Linked DNA regions of Mus musculus: region 2 is linked to region 1. The links are chromatin contacts, called in public Hi-C maps. All regions are on one chromosome and are shown on one strand. Each heading gives the region's core, a stretch centred on a gene start, on an enhancer-like site or on the middle of the called end of the contact. The rest is flanking DNA. Distances are from core to core; before and after follow the strand shown. Region 1 has its middle 48 kb from the start of Gm33336. Region 2 overlaps Gm33377 (a long non-coding RNA gene).

Region 1 (4,964 bases), core at 1,586-4,085:
AAAAGACATTTTCATCGCGTAATGAACCTAGCAGCAGCCTAGCAGCTGGCCACATTGCCACAGAACGACTTCCTCCATCAGCTAGCGGAAGGAGCTGGGAGACATGAAGAGCTCCTTGCAGGCAGGGGCTGACTCTGGAAACCAAAAATGGAAATGCCGCCACTAGCTCTGCATCTGCGCAGTGAGCATCAGGGTGAGGCCAGCCAAGGACCCACCTAGGCGCTCTGGGGCACAGATGAGAGGAAAAGAGAAACCCGAGCCTGCGCACTGACAGGCCAGTGACAGGTGCTGGTCATGGCTGAATTGTGTCCAAGTGCCTCCACCACTCGGGGTTCCTACTGCCTTTCTATGTAGAAGCGGGCTTAAAGAAAAATTCTGACAGGCTTGCTTTGGTAGCAGATGGGGGTGAGTTTGTTCGAGAGAGGTTCTGTGTCATTCCCAGGAGGGACACAGCACAGAGACGGAGAAACTGAGCAGGTAGACCTTGCTGCGGTTCCCCACCCAGACTGTTTCCCTGACGTTATACCCTTTGTCCACCTCATTGCTACACGGCTGTCCATTCATCAAGGACTTTAAACACAGAATAGCTTGCCTTCTTTGCGGGGGAGGTGTGCGATCATTTTTGAAACATTCTGTGACGCACAGAACTTGAGTTAAGTCAGTTTGTGGTCAGTGTTTGATTTGACAGGGTCTCTCTGTAATCTAGCCTGGCCTGAAATCTTGGTAACTCCTTGGAGAGTTTTCATGGCCAGCAGTGTACTAAAGACTCTGAGAAGTCTTGTAGTGGGGAAATGTTTCTTTCTCCACAGTAGTTCTTTAAGTGTTGACTTTGGAAGACTTTTTAAACGTTTTCTTTTTATTTTACTTTTAAACAAGTGTAGTGACAGAAAAGGGTGTCCTTTCCTCCCCTTTATAATTGTGCTGGGTAGTTTTATGTCAACTTGACAAACGCTACATTTATCAGAGAGGAAGGAACCTCAATTCCTGAAAAGCCTCCTTGAGATGGGCCTGTAGGCAAGTCTTAATTAGTGCTTGATGGGGGAGGGTCCAGGCCATGGTGGGTGGCGCCATCCCCCATGCTTGTAGTACTGAGTTCTATAAGAAAGTAGGCAGAACAAGCCCTGAGGAGCAAGCCACTAAACAGCCCTGCTCCATGGCCTCTGCATCAGCTCCAGCCTCCAGGTTCCTGCCCTGCTTGAGTTTCTGTCCTGACTTCCTTCAGTAATGGGCTAAATGGGGAAATATAAGCCAAATGAACACTCCCCACTCCCCCCTTCCCCTCCCCCTGAGTTGATTTTGGTCGTGGTGTTTCGTCACAGCAATAGTAACCCTAAATAAGACAAATGTCACAGTAGATAGACCAATGAGAGGAAAGTGTAGCAAATTTGTTTATTCAGAGTTTGATCTATCCAAGGAGACTTCACTCCCGGGCTGAGGTAAAGATGCCTATTTCACACCCAGATGCCACGAAGGTGGGCAGGGCATAGAAATGGGATAAGCATAGAATGTGATGTCCTGGGAAGAGAGAGCCCAGCAGGTCTGCCTGCCCGCAGAGGCCTTCTTGACCTGAGTGTAGCAGTCCTCTCAGGAAGGGGGAGCAGATGGCTATGGAATGAGATTGCTGACAGCATTCTGGAGGCCACGAGTCTTCAGTGGATGGCCTGGCTGGCTGAAGTAGGGAAGGCCTTTGAGGGTTAAATCCACCCCTGCCTCTGGTCTAGTACCCCACTTTCAGGTCCCCCGTGATGTGAGAAGTCACACTGCTCATACTGCGACCAACTCCTCTAGCCTCCCCTGCCCTGACAGACTGTGCAACTCACCCTGGGGAATATGCTCTGGCGAATTATTACTATTTAAACCATTTCATTGTAAAATAGAACACATGCCAACGTGCTATATAGAAATTATTGAAAACGTACGAATCATTTATTTCAGCAGGTTTTTTTTTTCTTTTTTTATGTACAATTTTGGGGCCAGGGTGAGTGGAAACCACAGGAAGAAAGATTGTAGCAAGGATTGGTGACATTTGATTGCTCGCTAAAGGAGGCCAGATACACGAAGTAGCTTTCAATACTCTAAAATTGTCCCACACACCCCAAAGGAAGGCCAATAGACAACCCATCTCCCTTGCAGATTCCTTAGCCTTCATGCCCTAACCACCAAGGACATTCTCTCTTCTTGGCCCTGGGGAACACATCTACTGTTCTCATCTGGTTTAATCTAATTTTCAGTGTGTATGTGGGGAGAGGTCATCCTTTTTATTTCTTTGGCAATGACCAAAATATTCCTTCAGGACCCTCCTCCTATTTAATGTTTCTACTTTGGGCATAAGTCCCGGCTCCTTCTCAGCGAGGCTATGGTCCTAACCTTTTGGGGTTGCTGTGGGCAACTATACAATTGGCTGTTACTGCTCAGGGCTGTGGGAACAGCTTTCCAAAACAGCTAAGCGACCCAAACCCAGACAAGCGCGTCTGGATCTGTGAAGTGCTTCTCGTATTTTGTTTCCTTTTCTGTGCACAGATATTTAAAAATAGATAGTAAGAACTTGCAATCGCCGTGAGGGGAGTTGTGTGTAGAAGGACGGCCCCTCCTTTGGAAATGACATCGTTACGGCTTTTTAGAATGTGAGCAGATTTGACATAGTAGAAAAAAAAATATGGATATTTTGGTCTGTATCCCACTTCCTGGCATACAGCTACACCAAACCGCGTGTCAGTTCTCAGAAATGATGTGACTTTTGGATGCTAACGGGATTTCTGATGTTTAGGGCCTCTTGGGTAGTCTTCAGACAGAGGCTGGTTGCCAAGGGAAACAGCCAAGTGAAGCAACAACTTGGACTTTCAGCCTTACCCTCTCCTCTGACCTCTGGAGAGGGAGAGGGGCGGGCTAGCCTTTGAGGTGATCGTTGTTGGCCAATGGCTGAATTAAAACCCAAAAGGAAGCTGTGGAGAGCTTCGGGTTCATTTAACAATCTGCCTATATTTAGATTCTGGGAGAATGGCAAGGCTCGACTTTGCCAAGGTGAAGAGTTACACGTTAGAGCAGCCTCCGTCTCTCCCGGGGTGGGTGCCTGTCGGAGGCACGGAGGTCTTTGCGCTCACCGACAAGCGTTAGGGGACCTGGATGTTCATCATACGAGTTGACCCTTCAAAGGGAAAAGTGGATAGCCTGCAATCTGCCCAGAAGGCTGGGACTGGAAATGGCTAAGAGCTTGGTGACCTGTGTGCTGTCTGTGTGGCTGCGACCACACTGGATCCGGCCCTTACTGTGAGGTTGTCACTCTGCGGAACTTTGTGGAAAGTTGTCTGTGGGATGTTTTTGTGCACGGTGTATTAAATGCTGATGTCAGTATCTAGAGACCTGGTGGCTGTCTGGACTTTGGAACTGTCATTATTATGGAGCATTTCCTGATTCGCTATTTTGTAAGATATTGCTTTCCATCACCTTCTGATTGGTTAATATAGAGCGTAACAGCTTATAACTGGGCAGGAGAGGCGGGACTTCCGTGAGGGGGTGGGGAGGGGAGAAGATCTCAGGTGGGACCTGGTGAGTCGCTATTGGGACACAAATGAAGGCCAGGGAGAGACCAAAAACTGGCAGGTAAGGCGCCATATGGCTGGAAAGTAGGCAAGACCAGCATTATCAGGGTAGAATAGCTTAAACTCTGCCCAACTATAGTACCTGAAGCTTGTTAAATAATATAAAGGTCTCTGTGTCATTTATTCAGAGCAAGGTCAGGCATAGAAAAGCCCACGCTTTAACAGGCGTTATATGTACTTTACAACGAATCTTGATGCATTCACATCTTAAGCTTTACTGAGCTTGTGGGATTGAATTAATTATCACCAGGAAGATCTCACCAAACTGTGCTACACTGAAATATGCCTAAAATAAACCACTTGGGGTTAGATTTCCAAAGTCTAAACCAACACTAGCTACTAAGACATGTTGACGCAAACCACTTCCTTCTGATAACTGAAGTGATCACACAGACTCCCTATAAATGCTGTCCCTGACCCCATTGCTTCCCATGCTTCCTGGATGGAAGCACAGATCTTGAGGTATTGTGGCTAATGGCTGGGGTAGGTCTGGGATCAGGGAGAGACAAGGGTAAGCATATATGTGTGTGTGTGTGTATAATTTTTATATATAAAATGTATATTATATATTAAAATAATAGACAACATATTTTACATATAAAATAAATTATTTATATATAAATACTATACATAATTTATAAATAATGTATAGTATTTATATATAAATTGTTATTTTATATACACATACACACATGTGTATATATACATATATACATATACACATATACACATACATATATACATACATACATATATGTATATATATATCTTCCCCTGAGACCTCGTGTCTTTAGAGAAGCCTGCTGAAGACCAGAGCAGGGGCTTGCCAGCTGCAGTACCCATGTCCACAGGAAGCTACACTTACTAAAGTTGTTACGGAAAGAACACCATGAGCCCAGGCAGCGTCCCCTCAAAGACTCAGGTGCAAAGGTGCTTGGCCTTGTGTCCCAAGTGGCTTTAACTTTTCAGCTGGAGAAGCACGGCACAGCTCAGTGTTTAACTTACATGCCCAAGGCAGTGTAGTGTTTCCAGGTGTCTCATGGACAAAGTCACACAGTGTTTGATGATTGGAAATCTTCAAAGGACACATTTTCCTTTTGCCTGGGTGAGATCAGGCCGGGAGAAAGAGGAACAGATGACATAGGGTGAAGACGTGGGACACGGGGAACACAAAGGGAAGTTGTAATAAGCAGTTATTTTGTCAGTTTTCCTCTCAGGAATGAGGGGTCAGTGTCGATGTGAAGATGGACGAGGGCAGGTGAGAGGGCTCAGTGGGTAAAGGGGCTTGCTGCTAAGCCTGATGCCCTGAGTTCAGTCCCTGGGACTCACATGGTAGAAAGACAGAACAGACCCCAGAAAATTGTT
Region 2 (4,782 bases), core at 2,186-4,685, 160 kb after region 1:
AGGGGATAACGTTTGAAATGTATATAAAGAAAATATCCAATAAGAAAAAAAAAAACAATAAAAACTAACTAAATAAAAAGAGTACCTACCATTTTCTTGGAGAGTATCTTTAGGAGAGGTGGAGTATTGGCAGGACAGCACATAACTTTATTCTTTTATTTTTTTTTTTTTGTTTTAGAGATTCAGATATTAAATATTTATCTGTTTTGATGTCTTGTGGCATTGATTTTAAAAAAAATGGTACACTAAAACAAAACCTGAAGACTTCAGATCATACCTTGCTATAAATAGCTATATTCTTTCCAACCAGATCACAAATACTGCAATTTGCAAAGACAGGGAAACACAAAGAAGAGGGTAAGGATGAACTATAGCTAGAGAAAAATCATGCCCAAATGTTTTGTGCACATTTCAACCTGATTTTCCTAACCTCATGAGGACATACTGTCACGGGAGCCTTACGCTTTATAAACATGCTTGCCACTGCAAGATTATAGGATGTTTACTACTTTATACTGCAGTGGTTTTAGCGTTATAGTGCCTACATGGACTTAGGTTCTATTACCTAACTGACCTTAGTTTATTTCCTTAACCAGTCCTGGCCTGTTGCTTATTTTGTTTCCATTCTTGTCTTTAAAAACAAGGCAGTGCTATTTGAGTTGTCCTTCGGATATCAAGGCAAGCAGTTTTAATCATGCAAGAGTTCAGAATGTATGCAATCATTATGCTTCCTGAGAAACCCATTGAACACGGAATGTACCTGGCCCAGGAGGGGCTGGAAACAGAGCAGGGGCTTTGGTGGTGAACACTGATATTCTTTAGCTCTACGTGGAAGAACAAAACAAAGGGGCAGCATCTATACATGGTTGTATATGTTACAGAACCTGATAAGTCAGAAAAATTTGACTAGAACATCAGAGAAGAGAAAGGGTAAATGTAACCATGCAGAGTGCGAGCGAACCCAGAAGATTCCTCTCTTAGGGTTTCTGCTGCTGTGATAACAGAGCATGGCCTAAAGCAACCTGAGGAGGAAGTCCTCTACAAGCTCAGTCATGGTGTCTGTCACAGCAGCAGAAAACTAAAACAAAAGATTAGGCTGGAAAAATAATTCCAGTTTACTAATCAGTGGAAATGTCACCAATGACGGCGTGAACAGGTCTAACGTCTTCTCTTGTCTGATGTAATAGGAAATACACAGAGCCCTATGAGCATTAGTAAACACAATGGAACATGATCCTGAACTCATTTGAGACATTAGTTTACAGGGCCGAAGGGACATTGAATGACATGAGCCGTCACAACTGACCAAATCCAAAACATGAGTAATATCTATGACATGACATGACATGACATGACATGACATGACATGACTTGATTCCTTCAATTGATAAATGAAATAACACAAAGGAGAGAAATAACCACATATTATAGAGACAAGATATATACATATTAATTGAAAAAAAAGAGAACTATTAATGAATCTGACCTGTAGAACTTTTAGATTTGTGTTGAAACAACATGTAAGAAGACACTTTCAGCACTCTACTTGTATTTAGATGGTATTAAGAAATTATCATTGTACCGGGGAGGTGATTCAGCTAATAAGAGCTCTTGTGGCAGAAACACGAGGACTTGAGTTCAGATCTCCAGGACCTGCCATAGCGTGGTAGAAGCCAGGGCTAGGAAGATCACTGGCCAGCAGCAGAATTCTGATTCAGTGATACATCCTGTCTCAGAGGAACAAGATAGACAATAGGAGTGCGGGATACCCTGTACTTTTTCTGGCTCCCAGACAGAAGATGCATACTCCCACACCCATACACACACAAAGGAATTGTTGCTTACTTGGATATATAAAATAATGATATTAATGTAATACTAATTTGAAATATCATTACTGAGTTTCACCATAAACCTGAATAAAAGGAGAAAAAAAATCCTTGCCCCAGAGGTTTAAATTGAAGTCCCTATGAGTTAGTTGACTGTCAAGTTGACATTTATTTTAAGCTATTCTAGTGAAAACAGAAAGGTGAATAAACGGGGATCCATCCCATAATCAGCTTCCAAAAGCTGACACCATTGCACACACTAGCAAGATTTTGCTGAAAGGACCCAGATATAGCTCTCTCTTGTGAGACTATGCCGGGGTCTAGCAAACACAGAAGTGGATGCTCACAGTCAGCTATTGGATGGATCACAGGGCCCCCAGTGGAGGAGCTAGAGAAAGTACCCAAGGAGCTAAAGGGATCTGCAACCCTACAGGTGGAACAACATTATGAACTAACCAGTACCCCGGAGCTCTTGACTCTAGCTGCATATGTATCAAAAGATGGCCTAGTTGGCCATCACTGGAAAGAGAGGCCCATTGGGCTTACAAACTTTATATGCCCCAGTACAGGGGAATGCCAGGGCCAAAAAGTGGGAGTGGGTGAGTAGGGAAGTGGGGGGGTTATGGGGGCCTTTTGGGATAGCATTGGAAATGTAAATGAGGAAAATACCTAATAAAATACATATATATATATATAAAGAAAGGTGAATAAAATAACAGAAACTAAATGGAGAAGGAACTAGGGAAAATGTTGACAACACGCGAGATTTGGGCCCCTGGCAGCTGAGAGTATTCTTCTTACATGTGCGTCTGTTTGATAATTTGCATTATAAAAACATAAAGCTACAACGAAGTATCAAGTAGGTATAGTGGTACCTTTTTTTCTGATTATTAGAGATACATTCTTGGAAGTGAAATTGCAAGATCAAATATTACACATGTTTTGAGAACTTGTTCTATTTGAATAAATAAACTTTAAACCAGAGTTATTTATTTTTAGTAATATGGAATTCATGTTAAAGTTCTAACATAGTGAGCAAAAAAAAAAAAAAAGATTTTTGTTTTGTTATTTGCCCAAGGATAACTGTTTCTTTGGATAACTGTCCCTATTCCTACAGAATATTAGTTGTGTCATTTCCAGCCTGTTGGATACCCAACAGGGAAATGTGTGAGGAGCAGTCTTTGCTTAATAATACTTCTGCTCATGTTTGGAAAAAGAACTGCAGTTGGCTTTCTGGGTTTTACTTTTGAAATGAAGAGAAGTTAAGGTTTATGTCTTTGGCCATGTGGTGAGACAGAGAGATGTCATTCCACAGTATAGGAATGACTGAAGCATGGTGCTCTGAGGATGGGAGTTGGGGGCAGAGCCAGTGGTGTTTAAGCCCATGGAGAAGTAAAATGGTGAAAAGAATCAAGGCTGAAAAGGACGAGGGGACAGATGTAGCTCTCTCTGAAAGGCCTCAGCAACAGGAGATGGCAGAGCTTTAAAACAAAAGTAACAGGTGGGCAGGCACATTGGCTCAGTGACTTTTCCACATTGTGGACAAGCCAAAACATCTGGGTTTAAGCCTCATGCCCTACGTGGTAGAAGGAGAGATCGTGTTGCAAGTTGTCCTCTGACCTCCACATGGGTGTCACTGGGCATTTGTATGTGTGTGGCACGCCCACAGGGTAAGCGGATAAATGTACAAACATTTTAAGAAAGAAATTAAAAACAAGAGGGGGAGAGAAAGAAAAGCTTTATACCATGTGTTAATGATTTGCCAGTCTTAGTCAACAGAAGAATTTGGTAGGCTACAGGAGGCAAATTTCTCAGCAACGTCCCTGCCTCTCCTTCCAACCACCACTCTGCCCCTGACATTTAGCTGGGGCTCCTCCTCTACCTAAGATAGAAATAGAGAAGTATCACGGGGGATTGTTCAGGTTCTGGCATGGGGGACGATGTATGCTCAAGTCTACATGATTTGCTAGGGGCTGTGAGTAAGATGAACAGTGGGGAAAGGACATGTGTATTGAGAAATAGTTTTGCCACAAAGTTTAAGTGCAAAGGTCCGTGAGTGTATTCTGTGACAAATGTGATTTCAAAAGGTGTTTTTTTTTTAAAGGTGATAAAAACAGGACAAATGTCCAAAAAGTCACATTTTGTCTTGGTCAATGTCGTCATCTGAATGTGCTTACTCACTGCTCTAGATCATTCTTTTTAATTTTCCAAGTATATACACCAAGTGTATATAGCATGGTTTAGAGTTAGATGCTATGAGGACATGAAGAGACAGACATATCCCACTGATCTGGGAGAATGGAGACCAAAAATGCATGAAATGTAGCATCTGGAGAGTTCAGTAGAAACGGCAGGAGTGAAAAATGAACTCAGGTCAGTTTGCAGAGCATGTGATTGAAGGAGGATCGCACCAGATCTTAAGAGACATCTGCACAGTGCTTCATTTCTTATAGAGTACCCTGCATTGAGGACAAGCATGGGGTCCGCCCGGCTCTGCTTGGGTAGATTCAGAGTGCTTTGTGAAGCTGAGAGCCTCATATGGCTGCACAGTGTTCATCAGTCTGTTCTCAGTTGTAATACAGTAAAATGAGCCTCTGATTAGCTTCTGGACATCAGTGCTAATTCTGAGCATCCAGGACCCATGACGCCTATCAATATTTGGAGACATGATAGATTCCTCCCGTACTCCAAACAGTTAACTACCTTCAACCATAAATCTTCTAATACTCTCCTATGGTTGCTCAGAAAATCTGTAAAGTTTCTCTTGACCTCACTCTCTTCATTTACATATGCTATCTTTATACTTCTTCTATTAGGGAGCACCCTGTGGGCAGTAGATGGGGTTAATGTCTACAAACTACAGAGGGACTATGATGGGATGTTTCCTTAGGGATGTTTAGAGTGATACCTCGTTTTTATAGACAGCGATTCTGGGACTCCCTGAAAATTAGCT

Evidence for each region. Hi-C and Micro-C count contacts between places; a contact is called where the count stands out from the background.
Region 2: a contact with region 1 is called in a Hi-C map of liver, with 2.4 times the contacts expected there. The contact joins two enhancer-like sites. A contact is called at or near these places in 3 of 39 promoter capture datasets (the 3T3-L1 cell line, the HPC-7 cell line and cranial neural crest), 10 of 484 Hi-C or Micro-C datasets (the HPC-7 cell line, cerebellum, large pre-B cells and 2 more), 4 of 115 datasets of contacts at active chromatin or transcription factors (bone marrow-derived macrophages, extraembryonic endoderm stem cells, hepatocytes and 1 more) and 3 of 9 other capture datasets (adipose tissue, liver and pancreatic islet).

The regions. Positions count from the first base shown.
Region 1 is chr10:95,677,771-95,682,734 of GRCm38.p6, forward strand. No RefSeq gene overlaps it. Among named protein-coding and RNA genes, the nearest start is that of Gm33336, 48 kb to the left of the region's middle. Within about 2 kb of position 2,836, at least 88 of the 459 cell types and tissues checked have an H3K27ac peak or open chromatin away from gene starts, as enhancers often do. A contact at or near this core is called in hepatocytes and liver, where this site is marked.
Region 2 is chr10:95,833,241-95,838,022 of GRCm38.p6, forward strand. All of the region lies in intron 1 of Gm33377 (a long non-coding RNA gene), which reads left to right. The region is part of intron 1 of Gm33543 (predicted gene, 33543); the gene reads right to left. Among named protein-coding and RNA genes, the nearest start is that of Gm33543, 7.3 kb to the right of the region's middle. Within about 2 kb of position 3,436, at least 3 of the 459 cell types and tissues checked have an H3K27ac peak or open chromatin away from gene starts, as enhancers often do. A contact at or near this core is called in hepatocytes and liver, where this site is marked.